Linked DNA regions of Mus musculus: all the other regions are linked to region 1. Evidence: chromatin contacts called from public Hi-C, HiChIP or PLAC-seq and promoter capture Hi-C data. All regions are on one chromosome and are shown on one strand. The core of a region is the stretch at or near the end of the contact, and the rest is flanking DNA. Distances in the headings are between cores, read along the strand shown. Region 1 holds the start of Taok1 (TAO kinase 1). Region 2 overlaps Efcab5 (EF-hand calcium binding domain 5). Region 3 holds the start of Dhrs13os (dehydrogenase/reductase (SDR family) member 13, opposite strand). Region 4 overlaps Ssh2 (slingshot protein phosphatase 2). Region 5 holds the start of Sez6 (seizure related gene 6).

Region 1 (2,700 bases), core at 25-2,524:
TTGTTTTTTTTTTTTAATTTTTTTTTCATTTTTTCTCTCTTCTTTTTTTCTTTTTTCTTCTTTGAGTTTTCTGTTTTTTAAAAAGATTTTAATTAACGTGTGTGTGTGTGTGTGTGTGTTGGTTTTGAGTTGTCTTACACGGGTGCTGGAAAACTGTCCTCTGCAAGACCAAGCAGAACTTGCTCTTAATTTCTGAACCCCCTCTTGCGCTCTTGCTCTCTCTCTGTCAATATCTAGAGAGGTTGTTAAAGTATAGCTCAAGCTGGCCTCTATCTAACTCAGGCTCATGATTTCCTGCCTCAGCCTCTTGTGTTGGGTGGGATTACAGAATACAGGTGTGACCCATCACTACCAGGTCACTTGTTAGATCCTCAATAACAATTACAGTCTGTTCTAGCTAAAGTCCTAGACTAGATCGGGGGTGACTGAAGATGGTGTGTGTGTATGTGTTTTAAAAAACTGTTTCTAAACCCACGCTAAGATTTACCTCTTTCCTACATAGACTACTTTACTTTGTTGCTTTTAGACTGGGTTTCACTGTGTAACCCTGACTAACCCAGAATGTACTAGGTAGACCAGGCTGGCCTAGAACTCGGATCTACCTGCCTCTGCTTCCTGATTACTGGCCAACTTGCTTCTTTTATACTGAAAAAGATCTTTTACTCTAAGTCTACAAAGCCCTTTGAAGTTCTTTTTCTTCCATCACAAATATGGCTTATATGAAAGTCTTTAACTGCCGTTCCCAAACTAACCATCAGTACCGCACAAACGCAGGTACATAGTGATTATGCTGCGAAGTTTATCCCTGAGTCCCACGAGGAGTCCAACTAAGGTGTGTGTAGGAATGAGATGTTCTCCACTTTGGAGCAAAGTTTCAGTTTGGCAGTATTAGTGGGAGGCTGCTGTTCTGGAGGTGGGAAGAGGGAAGGACTGCGCGGAGCTCTTCTCCCCAGGATTTCCGGGACTGACTAGCACGCACCTGACGCCCGCGTAGCGAAGGCGAGCTGAGGGTGGGACTGGACCAAGCCTAGCACTCCGGGCCACTCGGGCCACTCGGGCCACTCCGCCCAGCTTTAAGTATTCGCGCACTCCCGAGAGGACGCCCGCGCGCCCGCGCCCGCGCGCGCATACTGTCCTGTCTCGCGCAGGGTCGGGCCTGTCAGGCAAGAACTCTCGCGAGATCTGAGGCTGAGATGTCTGTCGGGAGGAGGGGAGTGGTGTCGGGAAGGGGGGGGGGAGAGAACCTGGGCAGCGGCCGAGCTCTGTGGCTTCAGGGCTTGGAAGGAGAGAGGGAGGGTGGCGAAGAGAGTGAGCCGGTGCCGCCGCCCGCTTGAGGAGAGAGGAGGGGTCCCACTCGCCTTGCGCCCTTCGCGGGCTGAGAGCGCGGAGCAGTCGCGAACCTCCCAGGCCTCTCGGCCCCCGGGGACCCCGCCCCGCGGCCCGACGGCCCGCGGCCTCTCTTCTCTTTGTGAGCGCCCCCTTCCCAGGGGTGGTAGTGGTGGCGGAGGGGTGCGCGTGGGCCCGCCCGCCAAGGGGCCGCGGCGGGGGACCGACAGGGCCTCGGCTGGGAGGACCGGAGGCGGCCGAGGCCCCGGTCCGGTTCCCCCGAGGCGGCGGCGGCGGCGACTCCCGGCACTTCCCCCGCGCCATCTTAACTGAGCCGGAGCGTTAAGGGCGCCTCCTCGACCCCGGTCGTCCCCTCGTCCCCCCCTCCCTCCCCCCGGCCCCTTGTCGTAGAGCCTGGGCTGGGTGGCTGGGGGGGGGGCGGCGGTCTGTCGCCGGGCCCCCTCCTCCTCACTCCTCGCTCTCCAGCGCTGCGGCCACCGGAGCGCTCCAGGGGTCTGCGCCCGTCTGCTCTGCCCCAGACCTGCCGGCGAAGGGGTAAGGGCACCTCTGCTTTGGGAAAGGAAGACATGGAGGGGGCGGGGAGATTGTGCCCACTCAGGCCTCTCCGGGTGAAAGAAGAGATCGGGGATAGAGTGGGGGAGGGAGACAGGGAGGGTCTGTGAATCTGTGGGTGGGGTGAAGAAACTGGTGAGCTGGGCGCCCTCCTGTTTTGAGGGGCCAGAGCAATTGCATTCCTTTTTCCTAAGGGTCACCGGAAGAGGTGGTGGAAGGGGATGTTTCTAAGAAGGTGTGGCTCTAGTTAGGGAGATTTGAGTTGACGTGCACCCCGATTTAAAGGCGCGAGGTCCCTTTCTGGTCTCTGCTCCCGCTCCTCCTCCTTTGTAGCGTCTGTATTCTTGGGAATGGAGAATGCTCTGGACAGCCAACTGGATGATTTCCACTCCTCCCCAAGGAAGTCTGTACCTTTCTAATGTAAGGGGTGATGGAAGCATCCCCCCCCCCCATCTTCTAGTCTACTGCAGTGCTGCAGGAGTACAAGTCAGTTTCTTCGTACACATACCCATGCATACACAGAAGTGGGGGTGGGGGGCTGGAGCAATGGCGCTTCCCTTGGAGAGCTTAGTTTTTTTTTCCCTTTGCTTTTTAAATCGATGACAGTACTGTTCGGATATTCCCCTGAGATATGTCCATGGGAAGTATGTCCGCTCTTGTTACTGTTGGGATATGGCCTCGTGTTAGAACAGTTTTGATGTCTCTCTTACTCTGTTTTGAGAGAGGGGAGAATTCCTGGATGAACTGTTAAAGGGTCCCCTTTGGCTTTTGTAGTTCTTTGAGAATTATTAGAAATTATTA
Region 2 (2,771 bases), core at 109-2,608, 510 kb after region 1:
CTCTTCTCTCTCTCTTCTCTCTCTCTCTCTCTCTCTCTCTCTCTCTCTCTCTCTCTCTCTCTCTCTCCCTCTCCTCCACCAAGTAGGAGGCTTTCTGGGCTTCTGTGATACATATATTAGGTTGCGAAGCTCAGAACTGAGAGACCCCAGGGACAAGGAAAAGATAAAAGCAATGGCAGGGATGGGAGCCTCGCCCCTCAGGCTGTAGACATGGGTGGCAGAGCACTGAGCTTGTGGTGTGGTGATGCCATCAGGATGTTGCTAGGACAGTGAGGCACTCCCAGAAGCCTAAGAGTGCCTGGGGCTCCCAGAGAATTAGTGTGCACCATGAGTAATGTGAATCCGGTTTGAAACTTCTATTTGGAATTCTATATGAGCAACAGTTCATGTCTCTGAGCTCAGTCATGGTAGCCTACATTCACAGGCACCACACAGATCTGACTTCTAAGGATCGATCGTTGAAGGGAACAAGTAACATCGGCAATCAGCAATAAAAACAACTGGATAGTGTTTACTGTTTGCTCTGTGTGTGTGTGTGTGTGTGTGTGTGTGTGTGTGTGTGTTACTGAATACTTGCTCGGTAAGCACTCTACCACCAAGCTAGACCTCCTATGCTCTGTTTACTTTTTATTTTGAAAGAGTCTCACTCAATTGCTTAGGCAGGCCTTGAACTTGTGATCCTCCTGCCTTGGGCTCTAAGTGGCTAGGGTTACAGACCTGTATCATTAAGACCTGCCCAGTGTATACTCTCATATACTTTATATTTGAGGACTTTGGAGTTCAGAGAAGCCTGTATCTGTCCCCCAGGATGCCTAGCTTCAACCTCAGTCTCCCTGGCCCTACCCCCACCTTTAGTCTCTGGTTCCTCCTTTGGGGGAGAACTAACATCTATAATGAACTCCAGCAGACCAGTTTGTCTAATTGGTATTCTCCCTGTGACCTTGTTCCTCTTTGACCCCGCCAACTTGCCAGCCCCTCCACCTAGAGCTTAATGCCAGGATTCCTTGTGTTCCTGAGTGATGTTCCCCTTCTTGGACAAGGACATAGGCACCCACCGATCTTCAATCCAGTCCCTCTGACATAAGGAATAAGCATAAGGGACAGGCCTTGCCATTCTACACCCTGCAGGTGTGTGTCCTTAATAAGCCCATCCCCCAATCTGGGGAGCTGCTAAAGGCTCCTGTGGCAGGACACAATGCCTCAAAGGAATCTCTTTAGACTCTGCCTCAAATTTGCCTGTTAGAGCCACCTGCTCTGCTCAGAACACATGCAAATTTCCACCACTCGCCCAGTCTTTGAACTCTAGCCTTTCCTTCAGCATCCTTGACCACGGAAATACTGCGTTTTGCTTTCCGATAGTGCCCTCGTGTGGCAGAAATCAGAACTGCAAGTTATAGACCGGGACGCAGCCAGAAACCAACAATTGGCAGGTTTCCCTTTTGAAACTAACAACCTTTTAGTGTTATCAGTCTCTGTAGCAACCAACAAAGCTATTAGGTCACCGGGATATATCAGTCCCCTCTCATTTAGATAAAATTCTATCAGGAAATTCTAAGTTCCATTCTTGAGAAAAGAGAAAGCATTCTTTGGGTGCATCTTTCTGTTTGTGTCAGGAGAGGACCCTTGTGGCAGGGGCAATCTATTATACAAAGTTTGTGTGGCCTTCCTGCAGCTTTGAAAAAAAAATCGCCAGGCGTGGTGGCGCACGCCTTTAATCTCAGCACTCAGGAGGCAGAGGCAGGCGGATTTCTGAGTTCGAGGCTAGCCTGGTCTACAAGGTGAGTTCCAGGACGGCCAGGGCTATACAGAGAAACCCTGTCTCGAAACAAAACAAAACAAACAAACAAACAACCCCCCCCCAAAAAAAAAAACAGGCTATGTTAAAAAAAAAAATCTCTTATTCAGGAAGCATGAGATGGTACCGGCAATATCTGCAGGTTCTCTCCGAGATTGGACATGCCGGGAAGAGCATAGGATCTGGAGTGTGGTTGATAGACACCCCACCCGGGAAAACTGAGTGTCCCTTTCCCAGCAGGAACCATCTCCAAATAGCTTCTTGGTTAGGGATGGAACTTTGTGTCCGCTTCCCCTTCTCTGTGCTGGGATTTTGTCTAGCTTGAACGTGTCACAGTCTCTGTGAGTTCGTACGTGTAGCAACCTTGTCGGGTCTAGAAGACGTTGTTCCTTGGCTTCATCCCCCACCTCTGGCTCTTACAGTCAGTCTGTCTGTCTGTCTCCTCTTCCACACAGACCTTAAGCCTTGAGGGGAGGAGTTCGATAACAGTGTCCCATTCAGGACTGACAGCTCCAAAGTCTCTCACTGGTCGTCCTTACCCAATAGCAGTTACCTTTCTCCTGGCTTTTCCTTAAGTGCTGGGTCTAGGACCGAGGGTCCCACACTTAGCTGAGCAAGCCCTTGACCTCTGTGCCCTCCTCCAGTAGTGGTTGTCTGAGGAAGAGGATTTTATGTCTGAAAACGTTTTCACTTCATCACTCGTACTTGATTTGAACTTTGCCGGGGAAAATCCTTTTGAAGACATTTAGGAGTTTTGGGGACTCAGGAGGTTCTGTTTGACTTCCTCTCTCTCTGTCACCAGATTGGGGGAAACTCTTTAACCAGAGACACATTGATCCATTCATTGTCTGTTTTTTGTTTTGTGTGTGTGTGTGTGTGTGTGTGTGTGTGTGTGTTTTAAATGAGATACCTCATTTTAAAAAAACATGAGCTTCCAAACTTGGGACATAGGTCGTTTTGTTAGGGTCCATGCCAC
Region 3 (2,729 bases), core at 224-2,723, 420 kb before region 1:
CCTGCATTGTGGATGAGGACGTCCAGCCTTGGCTCAGAGCTTAAGAAGGCTGTGGCAAAGGCCTGCACGGAGGCCAGACTGGCCAAGTCCAAGGCCATGAAGATGACCTCATTGTTTCCACTTTCCTGTGGAGCAGCAAGGGCTAGGATTGTTACTGGGTATCTCCCTTCTCCTCCCTCTTTCCAGGCTTCTGAGAGTCTACCCACCTATGACTAAAACCTGCCTCTATGCATCAGCGTGTAATGGGTGTGTGGATTCAAATCTTGACTTTGCCCCTAACTAGAGTGTGACTTCAGACGTGATACTGAATATCTTTTGGGCCTCTGTTCTCTTACTGAAAAATGAGAGGATAGTAATAATATTAACAGCAATAATAATACTTTCTACTGGAAAAAAAAGCTGGGAGAGTTAAATCAGATAAAATACATGTATGTCTGGTGTGGTGGCACACATTGGTTATCCTAGCTACCCTTTTGTCACCAGTTCAAGGCCTGCCTGAGCTAGAGTTAATATATATTAAATACCCAGTCAGCAGCGTGCAGGTATTTGCCATTAACATCCCTTGTTTTTATTATCATTTACCATAAAAATCAATTACAGCCTTTCACCTGTTGTAGACAGCATCTTGCTACGTAGCTCAGACTGCCTTGGAACTCATGATCTCCCTTCCTCAGCCTCTTCAGGGCTGGAATTACAGGTGTGCACCAGCATGTCCTGCTGTAACAAACTTTTCCTAAGAGACTGTGGTCTTCTCTTACACACCTTTTTAAAAAAAATTTATTTTATTTGTTTGCTTGTTTATTTTGAGACAGAGTCTTAGGATGTAGCCCAAGCTGGTCTTCAACTCACAGAAATCTACCTGTCTCTGCCTCTCAAGTGCTAGGATTAAAGGTATGTGACCCTCTCACTCCTGTCCTCTGCAGTCTAGACACCGCACAGTTCTAAGAAATTCATCTGAAAAAGCCATCAGGATGGTCCAGAGCCTACTGAAGTGTCTTCTCTGCTCAGCTGTCTTCAACTCGATGGTATTTGGAAGGGCCTTCAGAAGCTGGCTGTGGCTCAGAACCACTTCAGGACATTCCTTTTATTCCTTGCTTCATCTCCCGCCCCCTGTCTCTCCAATTAGACTCTCTAGTCTCAGGGCATTTGCACCTGCTGTTCTTTCTGCATCTCTTCATTATCCTAACCCTTCCTTCTTTGTCGCCTTTGCCAAGGCTGGCCTTGAGCTCGCAGCCCGGTGCTGGGACCACACCTGACTTCATTAACTCTGATTCTTAAAGCTCTCAAGATTAAAGACCACAGCAGTCCCTGCATCTTCCTCTCTGTTTAAGGGATAGTGAGGCTCTCTCCTCTCAGATCTTGATTCCTCCGTCGCTCTGCTCCGCCCTCCGCGTCCCGGGCTCACCCGCCTCCCGCATTCCCCTATGGTCTCACCTGACGGAGGTCGAAAGCGGCCGCTTCCCCGCGCTCCCGGCTGCGGCAGGCCAGCACCACGCGCGCTCCCCGGCGCGCCAGCTCCAGCGCTGTCATCTTTCCGATGCCGCTATTGGCGCCTGCGGGCGGCGGGTGGGAGCCAGCTCAGCCGGTCGGGCCGCGGCCACCCGCCCGGCCTCCCCGCCGCCCGCTCGCGCGCACTCACCAGTGACCACGACCGTGCGGCCCCGAAGGCTGCCGATGCCGCCGCACGACGGGGCCTTCACCAGGTTGTAGTAGACAAGCACGTAGGCGCCCAGCAGCAGCCCGGCGCCCAGCAGCAGCATCTCCATGCCGGCAGTGCTCCCGATTCCCGCCCGGGCCTCGTCGCTCCCGCCTCGGCCTCGCGAGGGCGGCGGCAGGCTGGGCAGGGGTGTGCGCGCACGCGTGGCCCCTGCGAGCGCCCCCTAGGCGTGCGCCTGCGTGCCCTGGCGGCGTGCCTAGGAGAAACACCTTGGAGTCCTGGGAGCGCCCTCTAGGCTTGCGAACTCCCGGGAACGCGTGCTCGGTAAGTACCCGGAAACATCTGCCTGAGGGACGGGTGGGTGTGTGCATGCCTAGGGCCCTGAGATCTCCGCTCAGGCTTTGGGCGTGCTTCTGGATTCTGGGCGGGCGCCGGCGGTGAGAGCACTGCGTAGGTGTCTGTGCCCATCGCGGGAGTCCTCCAGGCTGTGCATGCATCTGTAGTCTCCACCAACGCGTGTGACTGAATGAACATCTCTGTTTACTCTAGGTGTGAGTATGTAGCAGTCTCTCAGTCTGGAGTCCTGTGTACATGAATGGGCTCGTGTGTCTGGAGTCGAGTCCTGGATGCCTTTTCCTCAATGAAGCGACTCTTTTCTCATTCTTTCATTATCCAGCCCTCCGCTGCTCTTCTAGGACATTTCCCGTTACAGGCCAGAGGCATGAGGCTTCTTATGCTGGCACTGACAGGGTTGTCAGGATTCAACCATGTGATTTCCTAACTTTGTGACCCCACCCCTTTCCCTGTCGATTTTGGAGGTGGTTTCCCTAGGCCCATGGTGGCCTTAAATTTGAGATCCTCCTTCCTCAAACTCCGAAACAGTGGGTATTACATGGTTGTTACTCCATGACCTCTGCTTTCGAAAAGGCGGTAATTTGTTTCTAGAACGGTTCACAGGTAGCAAGACTAGGTAGGTAGACACTCCATTACTCTGGAAACAGTGACTGAGGGTAAGCTGGGCAGGGACAGCTAGGGATGTGGGCATTCCAAGCAGGACCTTGCCTAGGACAGT
Region 4 (2,700 bases), core at 71-2,570, 290 kb after region 1:
ATCTCAAGATTGTGTTATTTACTGAAGGAAAAAAAAAAAAAAAAGACCTGTTTCTAGTCATGATATGGCTCAGCATTAGCACACAACTTTAATTTGTCTGGCAGGAATACAGACTTACCCTGAATCCCAAACAATGAAGATAAATTTAGTTTGTAGAAAGAAGCACCCATGTTTGAAAGTGATATCTAATTGGTGGCAAACAAAGTGATGAATCAGAGAAATATTTGACAGAATAGGATCTGCCCAACTCTCAAAGGAGAGAGGAAAGGGAAGCTACTTAAGTGTGCAGTGCAGAGAGAGAGGAAGTAGAAAGGAGGCAGTTTTACCAGGACAGTTATAAAGAGAGGTTTCAGAGAGGGAACATGGTAGACACAGGTGAAGACAGAACAAACCAGAGAATAAGGAGCCAAAAGATCAGAATATACTGCCAAAGTTTGTATTATACAAAACAGAGCAATTTAGGAGAAGCTGAGAGAAGCCAGATTGAATCAATTAATGTAAAGCCAAGTTTTGAGCCAGGAACAGCTGAGTTGACTAGCCAGCCAGAGTTCAGAAAGACCTAGAAAGGGTGAGCTTATTTAGCAGTGACAACATTCTAGGCTTAGATAAGATTCTATAGAGGCTAGAGGCTTCTAGGACTAGGCCTAGGTTAGCAGAAAAAGGCAGTAAAAATAAGAGATGACAATTACTATAGGAGAATAAAAGTTACTTTTACAAGAATAAGTGGAAACAAGTTTCACATTTGAGGAGCATTGAGTAGTTGTGCATTGCTGGAACAAAGGTAGAATTGGGGGTTAAAGCTATCAAGTAGTCTTACTGTTATGGTTCCACAATGCTAGGTATCCTACCATGACAGCTCTATAGCCAGGAAACTGGATTATCCATTAACTAGATATGGTAGATATAATTTATCAGTTTTCTCTGCCCTTGGCAATAAACTAATAATGGGGGGGGGCTAGGGGGTGTCAGGAAAAAAATCAATAGTGGCCTTTTAAGAGGAAGTGTGCACTTTGGAACTAAAGATAGTGCTGTGCTTCTGGTCTGTGGAAGCAGGAGGATGTAAAGGCACTGTGACAACTCTACTGGTTGTCACCATGGCTGGATTTAAAGGTGTCTAGAACTGGTGAAAGGCATCTGAGTGAATGTGGAGATGTGTACAGAGAGGACTAACATGTGAGAGCAAGTAGGGAGTGGGGAGATCCACTCTTAAGTGTGGACGGTCCCTCCCAAATGGCATCCCAGTTGAAAAAGGAAGAAGCCAGAGGAAAGCAGCAAATGCTTGCCCCGGCTCATTTCTATTTGAATGATTCATCTATATTTGCTGCCATCTACTGACAACAAACTCCATTGTCTTCAGTCATTCCTTATAGACCAGTGGCTCTCCAGGGAGCTCTCAGGCTTTCTGCACTAGATTGGAACTGCTAACACGTCCCATCTACTGTTTTGAGAACTTGGTCCTGTGTGCTGTGTTGCACCAGAGAATATACGTCTATGAACATGCTTTGTGTGTGTGTGTGAATTCGGTTGGTTCTGTATCTCTAGAAAACTCTGCTTAATACAGGTACCATTCCTAGTGTTTGGATTACTTGTTAAGAGAAAGCTTAGCCTATTTCCTAGGAGCAAAGAAAATGGAGGTGAAACCAGTTGCATAGATTATTAATTGGTTTGTAACAAATGAATCCCAGGAGCACTTAGCTGGGTGTTCACTCAATACTTATTATTCACTCAGTGCTGTTGTACAGCGAATACATGAAGATCCAAGCAGCTTCAGTCTCACAACTGTTGTTTTGACCTGGATGGCTGTAAAACTGAAGGTACATTGCAGTGCCTAATGTGAGCTCTAATATGGCTTGGGCCCCCTCAAAGGAGAGTAGTTTCAGGGTTGGCTTCTTGCATAGCAGCCCAGGGCTCTAAAAGGATGCTAGGCTTGGAGCTGGCAATAGTGTAATGCCACTATGTTACACTCTCTTGATGCATTAAAGGACAACCCAGATTCCAGGAGAGGAACTAGATTCCTCTTCTGGGGAAGCAGCAGCAAAGAATCTGCAGTCATCTTCAAGCACCTCTTCCAATTCTGGTGACTAGCTAGCTGAACATGTGGGCACAAGGAACAGGACAGAACACCAAGAAAGAATGTTGATACTGGCTGGAATCAGGAGCCAGACCAAAAATTCAACCTATTCATACTTTATAAAAATATAACATCTAGTAAAGTAAAAATAAGTTAAAGTATGCAACAATTGCAAATGAAGTCAAAGTCATATCTTACTCCTATTATGACAGGATTAAAAGAAAACCTAAATAAAGCTTTCTTGCCTATCAGTTGAAGCAACAGGAAATTTTTGTGAGTTACCCGCTATTTATGAAGCATTTTGTTTTTTAGATTATTTGTGAGATCCAAGTGCAGGTCCTCATGAAGGCTAGAAGAATGTGTTAATGCTCTGCAGTTAACAGATGGTTGTGAGCTGCCAGATGTGGGAGTTGAGAATCAAACTCAGGTCTTCTGCAAAAGCAGTACTTACTCCTAACTGCTGAAATCTGTTTAGCCTAAATATTTTCCTTAAATTACTACAAAATATAAACTAGTACAACGCCTATGATCCTGGGAGACAGAGACAAGAGGATCCTAATTTTTAGACTAGCCTGTGATACAATAGAGTTCCAGCCCAGCCTAAGCTACATGGAGAGAACCTGTCTAAA
Region 5 (2,700 bases), core at 114-2,613, 320 kb before region 1:
CAGACGCTAGGAACCATAACCATATGGCGAGGGACTTTGAGTCCCAAGTCAAAAGTGCAGTTTCGCGGACCCCAGCAGGCGATTAGTAAAAGCGGAGAATGACCTAAGCATTTGAAGACTCCCGAGACCACTTGCTTCAGACCCTTCCTGCTTCCCATTCATCTTTCCTCCAAACTCCCTTGGTGCTAACTCCGAGGCCAAGCGTTTCTTGACCGAGATCAATGAAGTTAGGACTTGACTCGGCGTCCGGGGCTGGGACAAACGGTGAGTTCCGCTAACTAGTCTGCGGCTCCGAGGTCGATAGAACCCGGCAGGAAGGCAGAGCCGAAGAGAAGCAGCGCTCCGTGCATGTGCGTGTGTGCATGTGTGTGTCTGTGTGCAAGAAAAGAATTTCAGGGAGGGCAGCCAGTCCCAGGACCTCAGTTGCTGCAACCCAGAGAAGAGCGAGGGGCTGGGCAGTGGGCTCTCAGGGTCCCCGGATATGTTTCCCCAGAATTGTGTTCTAGGTTCCAATCCTGACTTGACAGCGTCAAGGCAGAGGTAGGTGAGAGATGTCCCAGTCCCGGGTCCGGCCACCACCCGACCCAGTTCCTCTGCAGTGAGGATACGAGGGACCCAGAATAAGCGGCAAAGTCGAGCGAAGTTTGGAGACCAGCGGGGTAGGCAGAACGGCGGGCTGGTAGCTGGGCTGTCCGGACTCTGCACCCGCGACCTGCCGCCCCCCCCGCAACGCGCCCGGGCGCCCCTAGACGCCTGGAGTGGAGCGAGGGAGCGCGCGGGAGAGCGCGTGTGTGCGGGGAGGGGGTGGCGTGATGAATTGCAGCAGAGAAATCCCATTAGATCCGGGGAGATGATTAAAGGCGAGGTCTCGGCCGGGCGCGAATGGCGGGAGCCGCGGCGGCTTCCCGCCCGTAGAGCCCGCGCCCCGCCCGGCTGGGTCGGCGCCGGGGACAGCGCAGCCGGCGGGACGTGGTGCTTGGGAGGAACAACAGGACGCACGGAGCAAGGCGCCGGGATGGTCTTGCTTTCCTACCCCTGGGAGTCCGCGCCCGCCCCCGTCCTGTGGCCGGACGCCCGGGTCCCTTACCGTGAGCCAGGAGCGCCAGCAGCGAGGGCAGGAGCAGCAGGGCTGCTGGGCGCATGGTGCTGCTTGCGGCCGCGCCCCGGGTCGGGGCCGCGGTAGGGGAACTGGGGACTGGGAGAGGCGTGGGCGCGGGGGGCAGAGCCGGTCCCGGGGAGAGCAGCGGGGCCGCCGCCGCCGCCGCCAGCGCCTGACAGAATCAGCACCACGGCCAGCGCCTGGCGTCGGCGCCCGGGATCGCCGCGCGGGGCTGGGGGCGGGGGCGCAGGAGGAGCGGCTTACCGTAAAGTCTCAAGCAAAGGCGCAGAAGACCCAGCGGCAAGAGAACAGGCTTTCGAGCCCTGGGGAAAGGACTGCCCTGCTAATGTGGCACACAGCCCCCGCCTTCCCGAGCTGCCCACGCCCAGCCAAGCTTGCCACCCTCTCCCGGGTTTGTAGCTTACCAAGGTGTCAGGTTCTAATCGGATTCTCCATTAAAGAGAACACCCCCTCCTCACCTCTCTCTCCACCCCACCTTGGTACCTGACAGCTACAAGGGTGATCTGGAAAGATGCACATCAGTGAGGCAGCTGGTGAGGCCCGCCTGCCCTTGTGGCAGCTCCATCCTGGGCCGATAATGAAGACGGCTTTTGAACGTACAAAGGACAATAAATTATTACTTTGCGCTCAATAAATGCCAGGGCTCCAGGCAGCTGCATCAGCAGCAAACTGTGCTCACAGAAAAGCTTAATTATCCTGATATTATAGTTAAAAGCCAGTGGCACTTGTGTCCTGGGGAGACATTCTCCACTTGGTAGGGGGCAACCTGGGTCAAGCTGTGGGGTGCTGAAGGCAGCACCCTGGGTCCCCATGTAGCCATGGGGTTCCAGACCTTGCTTCCTCTATTTCCTCTGTAGAACAAGAATAGCCACAGGAACACAGATCTTTTATGCCAATACCAGCTTCGGTCTTGGAACTGACGAAGAAAATGGGATAAGCATGAATATCAGGGGTCTTTATGACTGTTTTAGTTTTAAATTTTCATTTTTTTTTTTACCAGGACCTGGCACATGATTCCATACTTGATAGATAGGGAGGGGCTCTACCACTGAGCTACACCTTCAACCCACCAGGTGTAGCTGATTGTTTCAGATGGAGGAAAACTTGAAGAAGGGGCAGTAACCCCAGAGTAGTTGGAATAGTCAATAGCACAGAAAAATAAGATCCCATGACTTTGTGACCTGAGGAACCCCAGTAAGCCATGGGCCAATAACAGGCTAGCCATAGCTGTGCAGAACTAGAGGCTATTATTCAGACCCAAGGGACATGGTTAGGCTTGTTACTGAATTTCAGTGGACTCAACAGGACACAACCACGTGGCTGATGTTAATATCTGTAGAGGAAGAAGGAGGCCCTCAAAGGGCAGCTTAATGTTGAGTTCTTTCCATGTGAACGTGGGTCAAACCCCAACAATTTGTCCACAGCACTTCCCCCATCTCATCCTGGAAGCAAGTGACTTCTGCCCTAAGTTTCATTCCTAGGAGAGTCTTTCGGTCCTTACAGTCTTCCAGCTTTGCTCCTTTGATGCTCTGTAGATCCTTTTGTGGGCTCTGGGGAGCCATCTTGCTTGCTGTAAAGAA

The links. Promoter capture Hi-C pulls out the DNA fragments that hold promoters and counts their contacts. A called contact is a pair of places that touch in the nucleus more often than the background predicts. HiChIP or PLAC-seq counts read pairs in DNA pulled down with a chosen protein or histone mark.
Region 2: a contact with region 1 is called in an H3K4me3 HiChIP or PLAC-seq map of pro-B cells, with 6 times the contacts expected there. The contact joins the enhancer-like site here to the promoter of Taok1 in region 1. A contact is called at or near these places in 1 of 39 promoter capture datasets (pre-B cells), 1 of 15 datasets of contacts at CTCF or cohesin (large pre-B cells), 10 of 115 datasets of contacts at active chromatin or transcription factors (the 230-238 cell line, the NIH/3T3 cell line, embryonic forebrain and 6 more) and 1 of 9 other capture datasets (embryonic stem cells).
Region 3: a contact with region 1 is called in a Hi-C map of Th1 cells, with 4 times the contacts expected there. The contact joins the promoter of Dhrs13os here to the promoter of Taok1 in region 1. A contact is called at or near these places in 1 of 39 promoter capture datasets (liver) and 1 of 484 Hi-C or Micro-C datasets (Th1 cells).
Region 4: a contact with region 1 is called in a Hi-C map of the HPC-7 cell line, with 3 times the contacts expected there. The contact joins the enhancer-like site here to the promoter of Taok1 in region 1. A contact is called at or near these places in 3 of 39 promoter capture datasets (the 3T3-L1 cell line, 3T3-L1-derived adipocytes and liver), 2 of 484 Hi-C or Micro-C datasets (the HPC-7 cell line and pro-B cells) and 4 of 115 datasets of contacts at active chromatin or transcription factors (the 230-238 cell line, embryonic limb bud, large pre-B cells and 1 more).
Region 5: a contact with region 1 is called in a promoter capture Hi-C map of embryonic stem cells. The contact joins the promoter of Sez6 here to the promoter of Taok1 in region 1. A contact is called at or near these places in 2 of 39 promoter capture datasets (embryonic stem cells and liver).

Annotation. Positions count from the first base shown.
Region 1 is chr11:77,606,389-77,609,088 of GRCm38.p6, reverse strand. It overlaps Taok1 (TAO kinase 1), which reads left to right and starts at 1,274. Exons shown (of 21, transcript NM_001364134.1): 1 at 1,274-1,881.
Region 2 is chr11:77,098,923-77,101,693 of GRCm38.p6, reverse strand. The region is part of intron 17 of Efcab5 (EF-hand calcium binding domain 5); the gene reads left to right. Among named protein-coding and RNA genes, the nearest start is that of Nsrp1, 22 kb to the right of the region's middle. Within about 2 kb of position 1,358, at least 27 of the 459 cell types and tissues checked have an H3K27ac peak or open chromatin away from gene starts, as enhancers often do. A contact at or near this core is called in the 230-238 cell line and pro-B cells, where this site is marked.
Region 3 is chr11:78,031,409-78,034,137 of GRCm38.p6, reverse strand. Dhrs13os (dehydrogenase/reductase (SDR family) member 13, opposite strand) reads left to right here and starts at 1,473. Exons shown (of 2, transcript NR_152257.1): 1 at 1,473-1,981; 2 at 2,207-2,729. Dhrs13 (dehydrogenase/reductase (SDR family) member 13) reads right to left here and starts at 1,825. Exons shown (of 5, transcript NM_183286.2): 1 at 1,640-1,825; 2 at 1,435-1,553; 3 at 2-125. The coding sequence starts at 1,766.
Region 4 is chr11:77,316,506-77,319,205 of GRCm38.p6, reverse strand. The region is part of intron 1 of Ssh2 (slingshot protein phosphatase 2); the gene reads right to left. Among named protein-coding and RNA genes, the nearest start is that of Gm24989, 73 kb to the right of the region's middle. Within about 2 kb of position 1,320, at least 28 of the 459 cell types and tissues checked have an H3K27ac peak or open chromatin away from gene starts, as enhancers often do. A contact at or near this core is called in the HPC-7 cell line, where this site is marked.
Region 5 is chr11:77,929,502-77,932,201 of GRCm38.p6, reverse strand. It overlaps Sez6 (seizure related gene 6), which reads right to left and starts at 1,363. Exons shown (of 17, transcript NM_021286.4): 1 at 1,088-1,363. The coding sequence starts at 1,142.